Linked DNA regions of Mus musculus: all the other regions are linked to region 1. A link is a contact called in public HiChIP or PLAC-seq data. All regions are on one chromosome and are shown on one strand. The core of a region is the stretch at or near the end of the contact, and the rest is flanking DNA. Distances in the headings are between cores, read along the strand shown.

Region 1 (5,011 bases), core at 712-3,211:
GGGCTTGTCCTCTTGTCCTTGATGAAGATCCTTCCTGCAGAATCCGGCTGGATGAATAGAAACTCAGGGTTGCATGTGGCCTGAGTCCTACCCACAAGGTTCCAGGAATACCCTCTGCCTCAAGGACCTCAGGCTTCATAGCAGGGTGTGTGGGAGAGTCCAGTTCCCTCTGATGTAACCCTGGTTGTCCTGTGTCCCTTTTCCCTGTGGGCACTTGTAACTCATCACCCTTCACCGGCTGCTCCTTAACTGTCACCTGGGTCAACTGTCCTGTACAGTGCCACGTGTTCTTCTTCAACCAGGGCTTCATCGCTCCATCTTCCCATGACTTCTGTTGTGACAGTTTTATAAAGAGACCCTTGTAGCCTATTCTTTGGCTGTCAGACTACTGGGGACTCCAAGAAACTGGAATTTCTCTGGGAATCTCAAGCTGTCAGATGGAGAAGGCCTTGTGCCAGCCAGAATCCCCCAGGAAGGGTCACACAGGTCTGACCATGTGTCACACCACCTCACAGGAGACTGGAGCCCAGGTGGTGGTGGTGGTGGTGGTAGTGGTGGCAGTGGCAGCGGCAGCAGCTCAGTGATGGGCGGGGCCACACCTTGGCCAGATCTGCTTCTCTGCGCATTCACTTGCTTTCTACTTAACCCTAAACCTCATGCCAGGATCTCAGAGATGGACTTGAGGGTTGCTAGACCCCTTTGTTCTTCCCACTGTGGCCACAAAAAATAAATCTCTTTTCTCTGCTTTTATTGCTACTTCTTTAACTGGGGAGGGGTAGCCCTGGCTAACTTTTTTTTATAGCTACCAGGACTCAGGCTTTGACCCCAGCAACCCCATAACATTCTCCCTGACGTTTGTCTCACACAGCCACCCACCTGCTGTTTGCTAACCATCCTTTCTTTCTTCAGCTGGGAGGAGTCAGGAGCAAGCAGCCTGTGAGTCACGTTCCCTTAAGGGTTCCCACTGATATGCTGTGATCATGGACAGGTCCCCTGACAACCAGAACTTCTGCCACAGCGGCTCTCGGTACCCCACAGGTGAAGTCCTAGGTATTTACTGACTACATTTCACTCTCAAGAGGGACAGGGGCATTTCCACAATTCCCCTGTGGGTGGGGGTAGGGACTTAGATAGGCCGAGTCCCCAGCAAGCCCAGAATGTGTGATTCTTGCCAGCATCTGAGACCCCAGACAGAGGTGAGAATAGGAGTGGGTAGCCCCCAGCTTCCTAGCTCACAAAGCACAAATCATCACTAGATACAGGCTCCGTGAGGAGTAAGAAATCGGTACCATCGTGCAGCTGTAACCTGCATGCTGAAAGAGTCGGACATGACTGTCAGCAACATGACAGCCTGGGAAATGGGTACAAGGTGGGGCAAAGCCTTCCCGGTGGTTAACAAGGTTCTCCTGTTATCCCAAGCCCTGATCTCAAGCATCCTGCCATGTCCTGCCTTCAAAGGTGAAGGTGAACCTGAGTCTCAAGAACATGCCTGTTTCTACTACCTAAAGAAACATCCGGCCAGCTTATTAAAATTAGGCTAGAGGAAAGCCCAGCAAGGCCCCAGTCCGACTCCAAGAAAGCCGAGTGTCTTCTGAAAATAGGGTTGGGGTGACTGCAAGTAAGACCTTTCTCTGGGAGGACTAGCCAGCCACACTTAGATAACAGAGTACAAAGTACAACTAGGATCAAGGATGAGTCCCAAGCAAGCATAGAAAACCAGTGTATACTGTGCAACCAGGATCAGGGATCAGTATCCAGGCAAACAGCCAGCCAGTGTGCAGTGTGCATGCAGAATCAGCCAAGGTAGGTGACTAATGTTTAGAGTGTGACCAGGATTGAGGATCAATATCCGGACAAACCTAGAGGCCCATGTGCAGCGTGCAACCAGGACCAAGGGTCAGTGTCCAGGCAAACAGACAAGCTATGTCCAATGTGTAATCCAAACTGTGAGTCAGCGGAATCAGAGACAGAGCCAGAGCCACCCATGCTTGGCTGAGAAACCAGATACCAGCTCTGGGCAGGAACTCACCCTGGGGAAGCTGTTGCCTCATTCTCTAGGCCCTTACCTCTTGCCTTCCTACAAAAACCAGGCCAAACAGGATTTGGGGTGTGGCCAGGCTGATCAGCCTACGTCACCATCCCGGTCACAGTCTGTCTGGGCAGAACCCAAGGGGTCTGTGGGTTCTCGCAGCCTTCTGCATCCTACTGTAATATGGGTAGATTTCCTGGAGGCCACCGAGCATACTCCTTCAGTAGAGGCTTTACCTCAGACCAGCAGGTGTTCAAGAGGAAGTGGGGGCGGTTCCATGTCTCTCTGGGACTTGCACCCCAGTTGACAGGGTCACAGGGACAATCTGAGGCATACCCCTGGGATCTGTGGCCTTTGGCCCCCAGGCAGCCCACCCATAGCTCAGAAGGTATGAAGTGGGAGGTGAAGGAGAAGCACCGGAAACCTGGTGGGAAACAGACATGGGAACACGTGAGCACTTGTCCATCTCACTGGCTGGGTTCCATGTGTCACCTCTGACTGCCCTGCTCTGTGCGTTGTCAGCATTGAACACTTGATGTGACCACACCCCCTGGTCTCCAGGCTGCAGCCCTTTGGAAGGATGTGCCTGTGTTGGCTACATTTCTTCTTGCCTTGACAAAATCTTGGACAAAAGCAATTTGGAGCGAGAGAACGTCCATCCTTCACAGTGGGGACTGTACAGGAGAGTTCAGGGTGGCTGGAGGCTGTGCTAGAGCTCCTGACCTGACCATCAGACTAGGAAGTGGAAAGGACACCATAGCTCCTCATGGAAGCAGAAACTGGTTAAGACCCTGTTCTCCAGTGACTTACTTTCTCTAGCTAAGCCCCGGCTCTTAAAGGGTCCATGTTTCCCCCAAGCATCATTCCTACTGCATAAACCTGAGAGGGACATTTTGCATTTAAAGTCACAGTCAAGTAGATCAACCTTGGCCAGAAACAATTTCTCTTTCCCCAGCAACTAAATACAGTACTGCAGATCTTGGGGAACCTGGAGAGGAGGGTGACAAGAGTCAGGGGTGAGGAGAGACAAGAGCTGGCCTGTCATCCCTATATGAGGGGTGTCCCTGGTGGCTGGAGATCCTGGAGTGCCTTTGTTTTCCTAGGGACAGCAACTGCCTCAACCCGTGGTGTGAATGCAACAGTTGGCCCATTTATCACTTTGATTTTTAACTCCCACCTTCTCAGTCCCATCCCCCACCCTGTCCCATATCAGCAGTTCAGTGGATGCTCTGCTCCCAGGGGTGTGACTTTTTAAAAAGGTAAAAACTGTTGGCTGGTGGATGAGGGGGAGCCAGCCTGGAGGAGCCAGCATCTGGTTTTACAAGTCTGGGATCTCCTTTCAACCCTCTCAGTTCGCTGCTCTCCAGATGGACAGGGAGGCTCGGAATGCATGTGGGAGACCGGAGGTTGGGGCTGGCGGTGAGGCATTGCAGAACCTCCATGAGTAAGAATGAGTAACCAGCTCAGAGCTCCTCCTAGCTGGGCAGAGGCACTGACCCAGTTCTGTATCAGCTGAAGGTGGAGCTGGTGGGGCTGGTGCCTGGTGTGGGCTGAGAAACCACCCAGATCTGCATACAATGGGCCACTGCAAGCCCAGAGACCCGGAAGTCCTCCCAGAGCTCACGCCCCTGCTTCCCGTCCTGCATAGCTGTGTGTGGGAGGGGCCCCAACCACCCACTCATGTCCCCGCTTCAGGCTTCCAAACACTGCTATTGACATCGGTCTCAAACAAGGAACAAAACCAAGAAGTTACTCTTGGGGTTGCCCAGTCTCCTGAAGACAAAAGAGGGTTGGTCTTTCCTCAGAAGCATTCCTGGAGGAGAGACTGCTCATGAAACCCACAAGAGAGTTACAAGAACTCAAATGAAAACAAAGATAATGGTGGCCCTGCCTGGGGATTAAGTAAGCAGTCAATGCTAAGGGGGACTCTTCTGTGGAACTGCCTGCTAGCTGTGCAGAGAGCTCCAGTGCTGTACATTGCATGAACTGGGGACTAGCTGTATTGCGAAGCAGCTATCACATCATTAAACTCACCCTGTTCACCAAACTAGACGAGGGTAGAACAGTTTCTTCCCTGTGTCATCAGTGAGCTATCTGGAGTGAATACAAGTTCATGTCTCCCTGGAGAAGTTTCTCTCTCTCTCTCTCTCTCTCTCTCTCTCTCTCTCTCTCCTCCCCCTTCCTCTCTTCCCCCTCACTCCCCCCTCCTTCCCTCCCCTCTGCCCCCTCTCTCCCCCCTTTTTTGAGACAGGGTTTCTCTGTGTAGCCCTGGCTGTCCTAGAACTCGCTCTGTAGACCAGGCTGGCCTCAAACTCAGAGATCTGCTTGCTGGGATTAAAGCCATGCAGCACCACTGCTAAGCCTACTCTAGATTCTTTATTTGCTGGCTGGAGCCAGGGCCCCAGAAAGCACAAACCAGATCCACAGGAAGTCACTCTGAGATGCCTGTGACACTAAATCAAGGGGAAAACGAAACGCAAAATATAATGTAAAAGCCATTGCTGTTGAAGTCATTCACTCGGAGGAATTTTCCACATCTTTCTGATGACCTCAGATAGTGTTTGATTAACTAATGGAAGACAGATCTGGATAGAAATGTGTGCGGTTCTGAATTCCAAGCTGTGCTCTGTCTTGGACAGAACTCAGAAGAGGCCATTGGGATTTATCAACAAGAGGGAAAACAAACCCGACTTTTTTTGTGGGTAGCAGCAGTTTGTTTATAGATACAGCAGACCCTGCTGTTCTCTTACAACTGCCCTGAGATCGTTTTGCAGACTGGAGACTATTGTAGGGTACAGGATGTTGTCTGTGGGGACCTGTCCTGGTCCTCCATGAGCATTGGTGGCTCTCTGGTCTTTCTACCTGTATCCTGATGTGAAATCAGAACAGGGCCAGGTGATAGAACTTCTTGGCTTTGGCACGGGGCTCTCCCTTCCTCCAAGTGTATTCTGTGAAGGCAATGGATCAACAGCTTAGTAACTA
Region 2 (5,011 bases), core at 745-3,244, 230 kb after region 1:
AGGTTCCCAAAAAAGTGTCAGACCCTCCAAAGCTGAAGTTACAGGCTACTGTGAGCAACCTGTCATTGGTGCTGAGAACTGAACTTGGATCCTCTGCAAGAGGCTTCATTGCCCTTAGCTGCCAAGCCATGTTTGCAACCCGACCTGCTCAGCCTCTTCTCACAAAGCAGCAGATGGATTTCGTGAGGTCTCCCTGCAACAAGCTTTTACCTCGATCTCCTTCTAAGACCCAGTGAGGCCACACCATGAGGTCAGAGCTCTCACCCTCACAAAAGGAAAGTAGGAAGACAAATTCTCAGTCAAGGGCAATCGAGACAAAAGGAGCGGCAGCAAGGAGAGAAATGACAGCTAGAGAAGGAGTCAATCAATGACAAGCTGGATGGGTCAGTCCTGAAAGGCTCAGAGCTGCCTCCAGGGCAGAGAGCTCAGCAAACAGCACACAGAAGCTGGGTATAGCAGTGCACACTTGTGATCTCAGCACTGAGCTGAAGGTCAGCCAGCCTTGGCTACTTAGTGTGTTTGAGGCCAGCCTGAGCTATGTGAGCTCTTGTTCACATACCCCAATAAAGACACACACACACACACACACACACCATGGCTTCCCTGCTGCTCAAAGCCACAGAGCAGAACCGAAATCTCCCACAAGCCTCATGGCAGGTACCCATGTAGGCCGAGCTGCCAGCCACAGGCCACACGCAGCTGCTGTGGTTGACAGCACAGCTCCATCCCTGGCATGTTGTCACCTCCTGAAACAAGAGTGAAAGTCACCGCATCCTCAGCTCCATCCTTGAAGCAGCCTCTGAACCACGCCCCCAAACTGTGGCCCCTCGTGCAGAAGGCCCATGAGGGAACAGAAAGTCTGATGCCTGTCAGTCACTCCAGCACCCAGGTGCAGCTCTTCAAGCTACAGATAACCGTGTGACATCACCCAGCTGTTATTATCAGCACTGTGAGTGTTTACTTCATCTTCAAAGAGAGTTCCAGACTGGTATCTAGTGACTAAGTGGAGGTCAGAGATCCTCTGACATCAGTCATGCCCAGAAGGGACAAGCCCAGTTGCCAGCTCTCGGTGACCATGTGCAAACTTTGAGCTCCTTCCTGCCCAGTGCCTCTCCCAGGCTCCATACATGCCCTGGCCATGAGGCTGTCCCTGATGGCTGCCAGTCACATAGACACGTGGGTGTCACCTTCTATTGTTTTCCAGAGCATTCTCTCTGGAGTCCAAACATTGCCACATTGCCACTGTTGACACCACCTCTTAGAGAGCCTGCCCTTTATGACCCAACACAAGACACAAAAGGCATCAGACTGGTATTTCCTTTACCCCATAGGGATTTTTTATGGGGTTTTTATTTGGTTTCGTTTTTGGTGTGCTTCTGAGAATTGTCCTTTTGTTCTTCCGTTTGGTTGCAAAGAGCACTCTCCAAGGAATTCTGCTCAAAAAAAAAAAAAAAAAAAAAAAATCACACAGCTTTTTACCTGAAGCTTGTATCTCCAGAAGGAGACCTTCACCCACCACCACATCCTCCCAGGAAATAACAGCTTAAAGGACAGATGAACCCGCCATGGGGCCCTACTCCTCGCTGCTAGGCTCTGGGTAAGGTGAGCAGGGGCAGAAAGGCTGCATCTTCATGCTGGGACTCAGGAAGAGCCTCATTGTCTGTCTTAGGCAAGGACCTGCTCATCACACAGCCCAGATGTGAGCAGTTATTAGATCAACACTCCCCATACCACCACCATGGAGGAACCACTGACATTTACCTGGCCCTAGCAAAGGCCACCAAGGCCATGTCTGGGACTTTGAACTTTCAGTCACTCCCTAGTGAGGCCGTGCGTAGTATCGAAAGCCACCATCTTTTACGTTGTCTACCGAGGTAGAGGAAGTTTCTCAAAGACAAGCGATTGGAATCAGAGTTCAGAGGAAGCTGGCGTGAGAGCAAGGGGAGCCCCTGGCCTGCCTATCGCTGTACCAGAAGCTCCAACTGCCTCAACTCACAGCATTCTTACTTGCAGCTACATAGCCCCACCAACATTGCTAGGCTGAGCAGGACCAACCGACCATCTGCCTGGTCATGCAATGTGCAAGAAAAAATAAGAAGAATGTGCTGGAAGGTCAGAGCGCTAACCATCTAAGGCGATGATGGGTAGGCGCCAAGGCCCAGGGACATAGAAGTGTTCTGTAAAGGAGTCCCAAGTCTCCATTGGGTGAGTAATCTCATCTCTGAGCACAAGGAATGCTCTTAGAACAGGTTGTACCTGACCCGCCACAGTCAGCTCTGCACTGTCCGTGGAAATTCCTGGTATGACCATCCTAACCATGTGTTCGTCTTCCTAGTACTGCATCACCAACCTAAGGATTGACTGAAGCCCAGGGAGATGACCTCACTACCCATCACCAGAAGAGACTCTCAAACCCAGCTGCCCCTTCAGAGCTGACTCCTGGCATAAGGATGCCCTGATCTGGGCACAGCCCCAGAAACCTATCCCTGGACTCTGTCCGTTGACCACAGGAAGAGCTCCAGTTGAGTCAAAGGGGAGTCTGGCTAGTGGTAGGGCTGCAGGATCCAGCTTAATCCCCTTACTCATCTAAAAGGTCACTGAAGGGGCAGCGGCCTTAAGGGGCAGATCATCAGTGTTGACTACAAGTTCAAAGAATCCACAGAAAGCCACACAGTGCCCCCTGGCTCCAACCTCAGAAATGGAGCCGACCCTGACTCAGAGAGGAAACAAAGGCTGACTCACTCACCCTCCACTTCCTCCTTTTGCCCAGCTCAGCCAAGACCAGCACTGGCTTCCAGCGACAGACAGGTGACCACTACTTGCAAACCTGCAAGGGGGAGCACAGGCTCACTCTGCCAAGGACCACCAGACCTCGATTTACTACTGCCCTCACCCTCTGTATCTTCCACACAGTGCATGGCTGGTAATGGCGCTGTCCTGTCTTGTCCTGCCTTGACCTTGGCTGTGTTATTCTTCACTTCCCTGTTCAGCGCACAGCCACACTTTCCAAACATCATGAATCATCAGTACAGAGCAACGGCCACTTAGTAAAGCAGGAAACCACTGCACGCCAGGCCTGGACAGAGCAGTTCCCTGCTCTGGCCTCTCCTGTCCCCTGATCACTGTGACACAAAGCCACAGTGGAGGTCCCAGGGACTATTGCACCACTGGGTATTCAACCCCTACACCATCAGCCCTTATACTGGGCAGGATCTTCCTAGCTGAGCCTTCCCTGCCTGAGCTGGCTAAAGTGAAGCTGGTATCTTCCAGTCTCAGAGGGAGGGAAAGAGGTCAGGTCATTCAAAACCCTGGCTGTTAGAAAGACTGTATCCGGTAGACAGCAGAGCCATCAAACAGACATGGGGCTTCCTCTTGCAGCCTTGCAGTTATGAACAAAGGTTGCCTCTGTCATCAAAGCCCCTGCAGACTAGACCCCCTCTGAATAACATGCAGCAAGTTCCCAAAGAATGGACACCAATGAAGCCCATACATCAATCAACAACAGGGACTGATGAAATGGCTTAGTGTTAACAAACTTGGGGATCCAAGTTCTAATCCCCAGAGCCCACATAAGAAGTAAGTGAAGCACAGCTCCCGGTTCTGGGGAGACACACTGGGAGAGTCTGTGCTTGCTGACATCTGCTCTCTCCAATCTGTGAGCTCAAGTGCAGTGAGAGACCCTGTCTCAAAAGGTAAGGTGGAGAGGTGACTGAAGACACCACCCATGTGGAGCCATGTCTTCCCTGTATGTATGCACACATAATCATGTTAAAAAATGAAGACAGCATGAACATGAAGTTTCTCTGACAGGTCATGTCTATCCAAGATGACCTCTTGTGCTCTCTGTCCCATGGTCTAGACTTTGATTATTTTTCTGAGTTCCATGGAGGAATCACACATGGCTACATTCTCTTAAGGAGCCTCCATTCGGTGACAGCTGGATGGATCAGGACAGATGACCAGGGTCAAGGGTAGAGACAGGCATGGCAGACCTTCCTCCTCAAATACCAAATATCCAATATAGTAATCAAATCCCAGATCGCAGACATTATGGAATTAACTAAATTAGCCGCTGCAGACCATGGTTCTGGATAGCCAAACAGATCCAAGTGTCTTAAAAATATATAAATCACAATGTTCTAGCCCTTCACATCCGGAAACACATTTTAGACCCTTGGAGATAATAGAAGTATCGCCTGAAAACAAAACAAAACAACCTGTTTCTAGAGCTGGAGAAAGAGTTCAGTGGCTAAGAGTACTGGCTGCTCATAGAAGACCCAAATCTGGTTCTCAAGACCTACAGAGAGGCTCACAAGCATCTACAACCCCGGTTCCACGGAGTCTTCTTCTCACCTCCACAGGTGCCCAGCATGCACATGGTGCACATACACATATGTAGACAAAAAACTCATACACATAAGCTAAAAATAAATTTTTTAAAAATCCTGATATCTCATCAGACATCTGGGAGAACCAAGGTCCAGATGACTTCCCGAAGGTCACACAAGGTAAAGCAGAGCCAAGAGAGCTCACAGCCTCTGGCTGGTAACTTAAGGTTGTTTTTATTTATCATAACTGTCATTGCAGTGGGTGAATAATCTAGGAGCCAAATCAGATGTCCTTCACACCCTCTGAAGCTACTCTTAGGATGAGCCAGAATGTTCTGCATCAACCCACGCATGTGAGAGGATCTACCAAGTTACCTGATATCAGGTATAGTTACCTGATACCTTAGTCAGAAGGTCATCAACTTCTTCAACAGAAGTTATGCATTTAGGTGCCACCATATTTTCAAAGGAGTCCTTTACACAGAAAAAAAAAAAAAGACTCAATGAATTAGAAAATGGCTGTCACATTTCTTTTTAAGATCTAGAGAGCAAATTTGGAAGAGGGTTAATTTTGTGTGCCTAGTCTGTGCCAGCTACTCGATTTCATCCTTGTACTGTAAAAACAGTATTGAATGTACACCAGCAGACACAGTGTGTACCAATAAAACTTTATCAACAACGTA
Region 3 (5,011 bases), core at 1,316-3,815, 150 kb after region 1:
GTCCTCGCCTCAATAAATAAGGTAGAGAGCAATCAAGGAAGGCTCCTCATCCCACCCCCCCCCACACTCATATACACACATATACATACACACATACACTTACATGTACATACATACACACGCATGCATATACATACCCACATGCATATACACACACAAACACATACACTCACATACATACATATAAACATACATATACACATAAACACATACATTTACATATACACATTCACATGTACATACACACACATAAACATATACATGCACAAACATACATATACATGTATACACATACACACATACACACACATACACACACATGCCCAAATGCACATACATATATGTACACATACACTCATATACACACATACATACATATACACACATACACACACATACCCATATACATATACATACATACATACATACACACATACACCCACATACATATATATACACCCATTCAGGTCAATCATACTGAAAGAAGAGTAATACAAATTTAAGTTGTGATAAGTCTTGGGGGTGAGGAAAGAGGGCTGTGCATAACATATGACGCTCCCCTCCTGGGTATCTAGAAACCTTATCTAAAGCATAAACACATGTACCCTTTGCCCTAATTATCCTGCTTCCTGGAATTTGTCCTTCAGTTGCAGCAGCAACATGGAGGAAGTGCCCAGGTTTACATTTTGCAGTAGCAAAAGATAGGCAGCAGAGCAAACACCTATGGATGTGTGATGGGTGAGGTCGATTTACTGAGTGGCCATAAATAAGATTCTCTAAGACTGTAAAGATGGCATCTTGATATGCCACACTGATCTGAAAGATGTCCGAGACCGGCAGCTCGGTGAACAGAGCAAAGTCCCAGTGTTCTTCACAGAACACTAACTGACGTCAGCCTAACACAGGTGATTTCACTGTGTCCTCTGAGCCATCTTCCATCATCCTAAGAGACTGAGTCTGTCCATTTCTGTCACAGAAAGTGAAGAGAAAGGAAAAGGTTTGTGTGCATGCACTTACTCACAGACAGACAGACAGACAGACGACACTATGAAACTAGAAAAGGAGCTAAGTTAAGGCTCTCTCTACCAGTTCCTCATGGTAGGTTTATCATTACCATTTAATCAGTACCAGTCCCTGGATCCTACAACTGACCATGGAGAAAGGAGGCTTAGATTGAGGAGGAGGACGAGGTAGACAGGAAGGCCCAGGACATCCAGAAGGATCTCTACACATGGCCTGACTTCTGCTCATTTGCAAGTCATGAGCTCAACAGAAGTACTCCTGTGCTTCAGCAAACAGAGCCCGTGCCCACTTCCAAATGACATCAGCCACTAGCAGGGACATTTATTCAAGCCAACCTCAATAGATAGCGGGACATTTATTCAAGCCAACCTCAATAGATAGCGGGACCTTGTGATTGCTGAGGAAAGAGAAGACTTCCATCCCTAGAATATTCCTCTTCAACCACCAATGTGATGGCAAGTCTGCCTTGACCTGCCTTCCTTGTGGGGTAAGTTTTCCCCTGGTTTATAACTGCTGAAGCATTATGTAGATTCTTGCTTCCTTCCATCATCTGTGGCTCTCCCAACCTCAGGCCTCAGATGTTTTACCCCAAGAGTCCTCTGGTCACAGCTTTGATTTTTTTCCCTCTGTGGAAGAGCAATGCTTGTTCAGACACTGTGAAACAAGAAGACACACATCTGACACCCGCAGAAAGAAAATAAAAACAAAAAACAAAAAAACACCATTCCCACAGTGCTTTTAGCTTCTCCCAGGATTTCTCCAATGCTACCAAACCAGGGCATGTGTTGGAAGTCAGCAAACAGTTGCTTTGGGGAAAAATGTTTGGACTGTTGTAGCAGACTGGGGGAAGACTTGAGCAGCAAGGGTGTAGGTACCAGGTCTTCCCAGAGCCTCCAGTTCTCATCAACTCTCATGGAGGAAGCAAACAGAGACTCTCTGATAACACTCCAGGGCTCTTGTAGTGATCTAGAGAGCGTGAATGTGGAGTGACTAGCAGAGAGGCCTTGGATTTGATCTCTAGTCCCAGGATGCACTGCAGAGGCTAAGCAAGGACTCCCTTCCCAGGGATCCTGGCAGCATCTCTGACCCCTTGGAAAGGCTTCAATGGCAAAGAGCTACAGGCTGAACATGATCACAAAACCATCCATCACCTCTGTCCTCTCTCAACCAATCTGGAATCTTCCCATGACAGTGTCTCAGCCCGGACTTCCGCAAGGCTACCTCTTTTTCACAATTAAGGACTTCAGAAGAAATGATTCTGGGTGTGACTCATATGCTCTCTCGGTGACCAAGAAAAGGACTAGAGGCCCTCTGGTGCCAGTGACTCACACTCCTCTCAGGAGCAAAGGGCTCTGTTATCTTTTTCCTGATATTTTGAAAATGTTAAATGTCTACTTTATCAAGACATTGCCATTTAGAGCGGCTAGACCAGAAAGAATGGTCGCAGTGAGTCTACTGGAGGACAGGACTATCCCTCACCAGACACACTTGACATTCTACCTCAGGGGCACAGCTTCTACAGGGCTCCTCTGCCCGTGGCTCATGAACCAGAGCCACAGCCACTCAAAGAGGGACAGTTGGTTCCACACATCAGCCTCTGCCTCATGCAACTGAGGTTGAAGAACTCCTGAAACAGGTAGTATACCTCCTGAGCACTATGGCCTTTCCTGAAGCTACCAATGCCCTCCTTCTGATGGAGTTGACATGTGTCCTTCCCATTACATCAGCACCTTGAACAAAAACAAAAACAAAAACAAAAACAAAAACAAAAACAAAAACAAAACAAAAGATAAATTCTTCTAATCCAGGAAGACTCCACTGGTGATATCAGGAAGGGCAGGTCTGCAAAGTCCCCAGTGTAGAGTGACACCCTCAACTCCTTCCCCTCATCTCACAAGTCAAGAGCCCTTCACCATCAACCCTGGCACCACCACCCCCCCCCGAGGCTCACTCAAGTTTCACTGTGCAACTGAATCAGACTCACAGAGCAACCCTCACTTGCCATTCCTCTGAGCAGAGCAGAAGGGAAGAGACGCCTCCCCTTCACACACCCCTTGTTCAGCTGACGCACACTCCGTACCTGCTGCCTTCCAGACCATGCTTCCACTATGGCTGCCCTGACGATGCTTAGTGAAACTTAATAAGGCTCTGCTAGTCCCACTTCTTTGACAAGGAAAGCCTCCAATTCACTACCCCTCATTAATGACTAAGACCTGCTCCTTGTGGATCCTAGATCAGATCTATACTCACCCACACACTCCCGCCAAAATCCTCAAGAAAGGGGGGGGGGTGCCATGCAGTGGTTTCAGTCTGATAATGTGCCTTCCTGAAGGATCATGTGCTGGGGACCTACTGGCCAGCCATGATGGATCAGAATCACCTGGGAGACAACCCTCTGGGCGCACCTGTGAAGGATTATCTAGAGCGTGTTAAGGGAGGTAGGGAGAGCCAGACGCTAAGGGCTGAGGTTCTGGACTGTATGAAAAGAACAGGTGTATCTTTAAACCTCCACATAGGTATGATGGCATGTACATTATGTGTGAGCATGCACCTATGATGATGATGATGATGCTAATGATGATAACAGAATAACAGAAACAATACATGTTAAAGGGGGAAAGTGGTCTGAGCACCACGCATCCATCTCTCTCTGCTTCCAGATGGCAGGTACACTGTGACCAGTGGCCTCAAGCTCCAACTCTCGTGCCTTTCCCCTCCATGATGCGCCTTAGAACTGTGAGCCAACATAAGCTCTTCCTTCTTTAGGTCACTTTTTTCCGTATTTCCTTGAAGCAATGGAGAGTAATACCACAGGTGACCGGCTTTGGGGAAGTGGTTACAGACCCTGTCTTAATCGATGACTGATCTCTTCGTGGATTTATAATTTGATAGTGCGAATGGATAGTGGCAGAAATCAGGAGGTGGGGTCTGTTGGAGAACGTATGTACATACGTATGTCACCGGATGTGACCCTTGACCTTCTCTCTCTGCTTCCTGGCTGCCCTGCTGTAAGCGGTGTTTCCCTGCTGCCTTATTCTGGCGCTATGCTCCCCCCAAACACGCAGCTGAAATCAATGGAGCTGGACATGGAGTTCCGTCCACGAAACCATGAGTCAAAATAAACTCTCTCCAGAAGCCATGTGCTAATGTGTACTCTCCTGATAATCTGCTCTCCAACTCTGCCAAGTACTCACAGTGAGTACCTGCAGTCATGGGTTCCTGGTGGAAGACCAGCTTCTATACTGCTCCACTGCGAATTTAAGAGCCTGAAAGGGGGCTAGCGAAATGGCTCAGCGGGTTGGAGTATTGACTGCTCTTCCGAAGGTCCTGAGTTCAAATCCTAGCAACCACATGGTGGCTCACAACCATCCGTAATGAGATCTGATGCCCTTTTCTGGTGCATCTGAAGACAGCTACAGTGTACTTATCTATAATAATAAGTAAATCTTTGGGCTGGAGCGAGCAGGGACTGAGTGGGGCCAGGTTGAGCAGGGTTGATGGGAGTGAGCAGAGGTCCTTCAGTTCCCAACAACCACATGAGGGCTCACAACCATCTGTACAGCTACAGTGTACTCATATACATAAAATAAATAAATAAATCTTTTATTTAAAAAAAAAAAGCCTGAAAAGTAACACCCAGGGCCCTACAATGACTCAAGGGGAAGGGATGGCCAAACATTAGGTGCCTCTGTGTACCTACACACCAACAGCAGCATCCCTACCAATAAATAGGCAGAATGAAGATACAGGAGATAAGAACTATAGGTGAGCCCTGCCTGAGTTGCTCCTTCTCCTGTGGCTTTGCCGGGCAGTTCAGACTCAGGATCTTCTATGGAGCTGCTTCGAGTCAAGGGTACCATCATCTCAATGATTGTCTAGGACAAGAGGATCCACACCCAAGATGGCTTCAAGGTTGCCCATCTGACAGGTTGGTGCTAGCCGCTGGCAAGGGATCATAACTACCTTGGACTGTCCGTGTGACTGATGA

The links. HiChIP or PLAC-seq counts read pairs in DNA pulled down with a chosen protein or histone mark.
Region 2: an HNF4G HiChIP or PLAC-seq map of pancreatic cancer cells shows a contact between it and region 1. The contact joins the promoter of A630001O12Rik here to the enhancer-like site in region 1. A contact is called at or near these places in 1 of 39 promoter capture datasets (neutrophils), 3 of 15 datasets of contacts at CTCF or cohesin (CD8 T cells and the NIH/3T3 cell line), 23 of 484 Hi-C or Micro-C datasets (3T3-L1-derived adipocytes, the AML12 cell line, the C2C12 cell line and 14 more), 24 of 115 datasets of contacts at active chromatin or transcription factors (the 230-238 cell line, CD8 T cells, the HPC-7 cell line and 15 more) and 1 of 9 other capture datasets (embryonic stem cells).
Region 3: a contact with region 1 is called in an HNF4G HiChIP or PLAC-seq map of pancreatic cancer cells. The contact joins two enhancer-like sites. A contact is called at or near these places in 2 of 15 datasets of contacts at CTCF or cohesin (the NIH/3T3 cell line and large pre-B cells), 13 of 484 Hi-C or Micro-C datasets (B cells, the Ba/F3 cell line, the CH12 cell line and 6 more) and 11 of 115 datasets of contacts at active chromatin or transcription factors (the 230-238 cell line, CD8 T cells, the HPC-7 cell line and 7 more).

What each region holds. Positions count from the first base shown.
Region 1 is chr8:126,612,405-126,617,415 of GRCm38.p6, forward strand. No RefSeq gene overlaps it. Among named protein-coding and RNA genes, the nearest start is that of Gm31546, 19 kb to the left of the region's middle. Within about 2 kb of position 1,962, at least 216 of the 459 cell types and tissues checked have an H3K27ac peak or open chromatin away from gene starts, as enhancers often do. A contact at or near this core is called in the 230-238 cell line, 3T3-L1-derived adipocytes, the AML12 cell line and 21 more, where this site is marked.
Region 2 is chr8:126,847,026-126,852,036 of GRCm38.p6, forward strand. A630001O12Rik (RIKEN cDNA A630001O12 gene) reads left to right here and starts at 1,995. Exons shown (of 2, transcript NR_151740.1): 1 at 1,995-2,205; 2 at 2,336-4,812. The region is part of intron 1 of Gm31718 (a long non-coding RNA gene); the gene reads right to left.
Region 3 is chr8:126,765,311-126,770,321 of GRCm38.p6, forward strand. No RefSeq gene overlaps it. Among named protein-coding and RNA genes, the nearest start is that of Gm45805, 9.5 kb to the left of the region's middle. Within about 2 kb of position 2,566, at least 65 of the 459 cell types and tissues checked have an H3K27ac peak or open chromatin away from gene starts, as enhancers often do. A contact at or near this core is called in the Ba/F3 cell line, CD8 T cells, bone marrow-derived macrophages and 3 more, where this site is marked.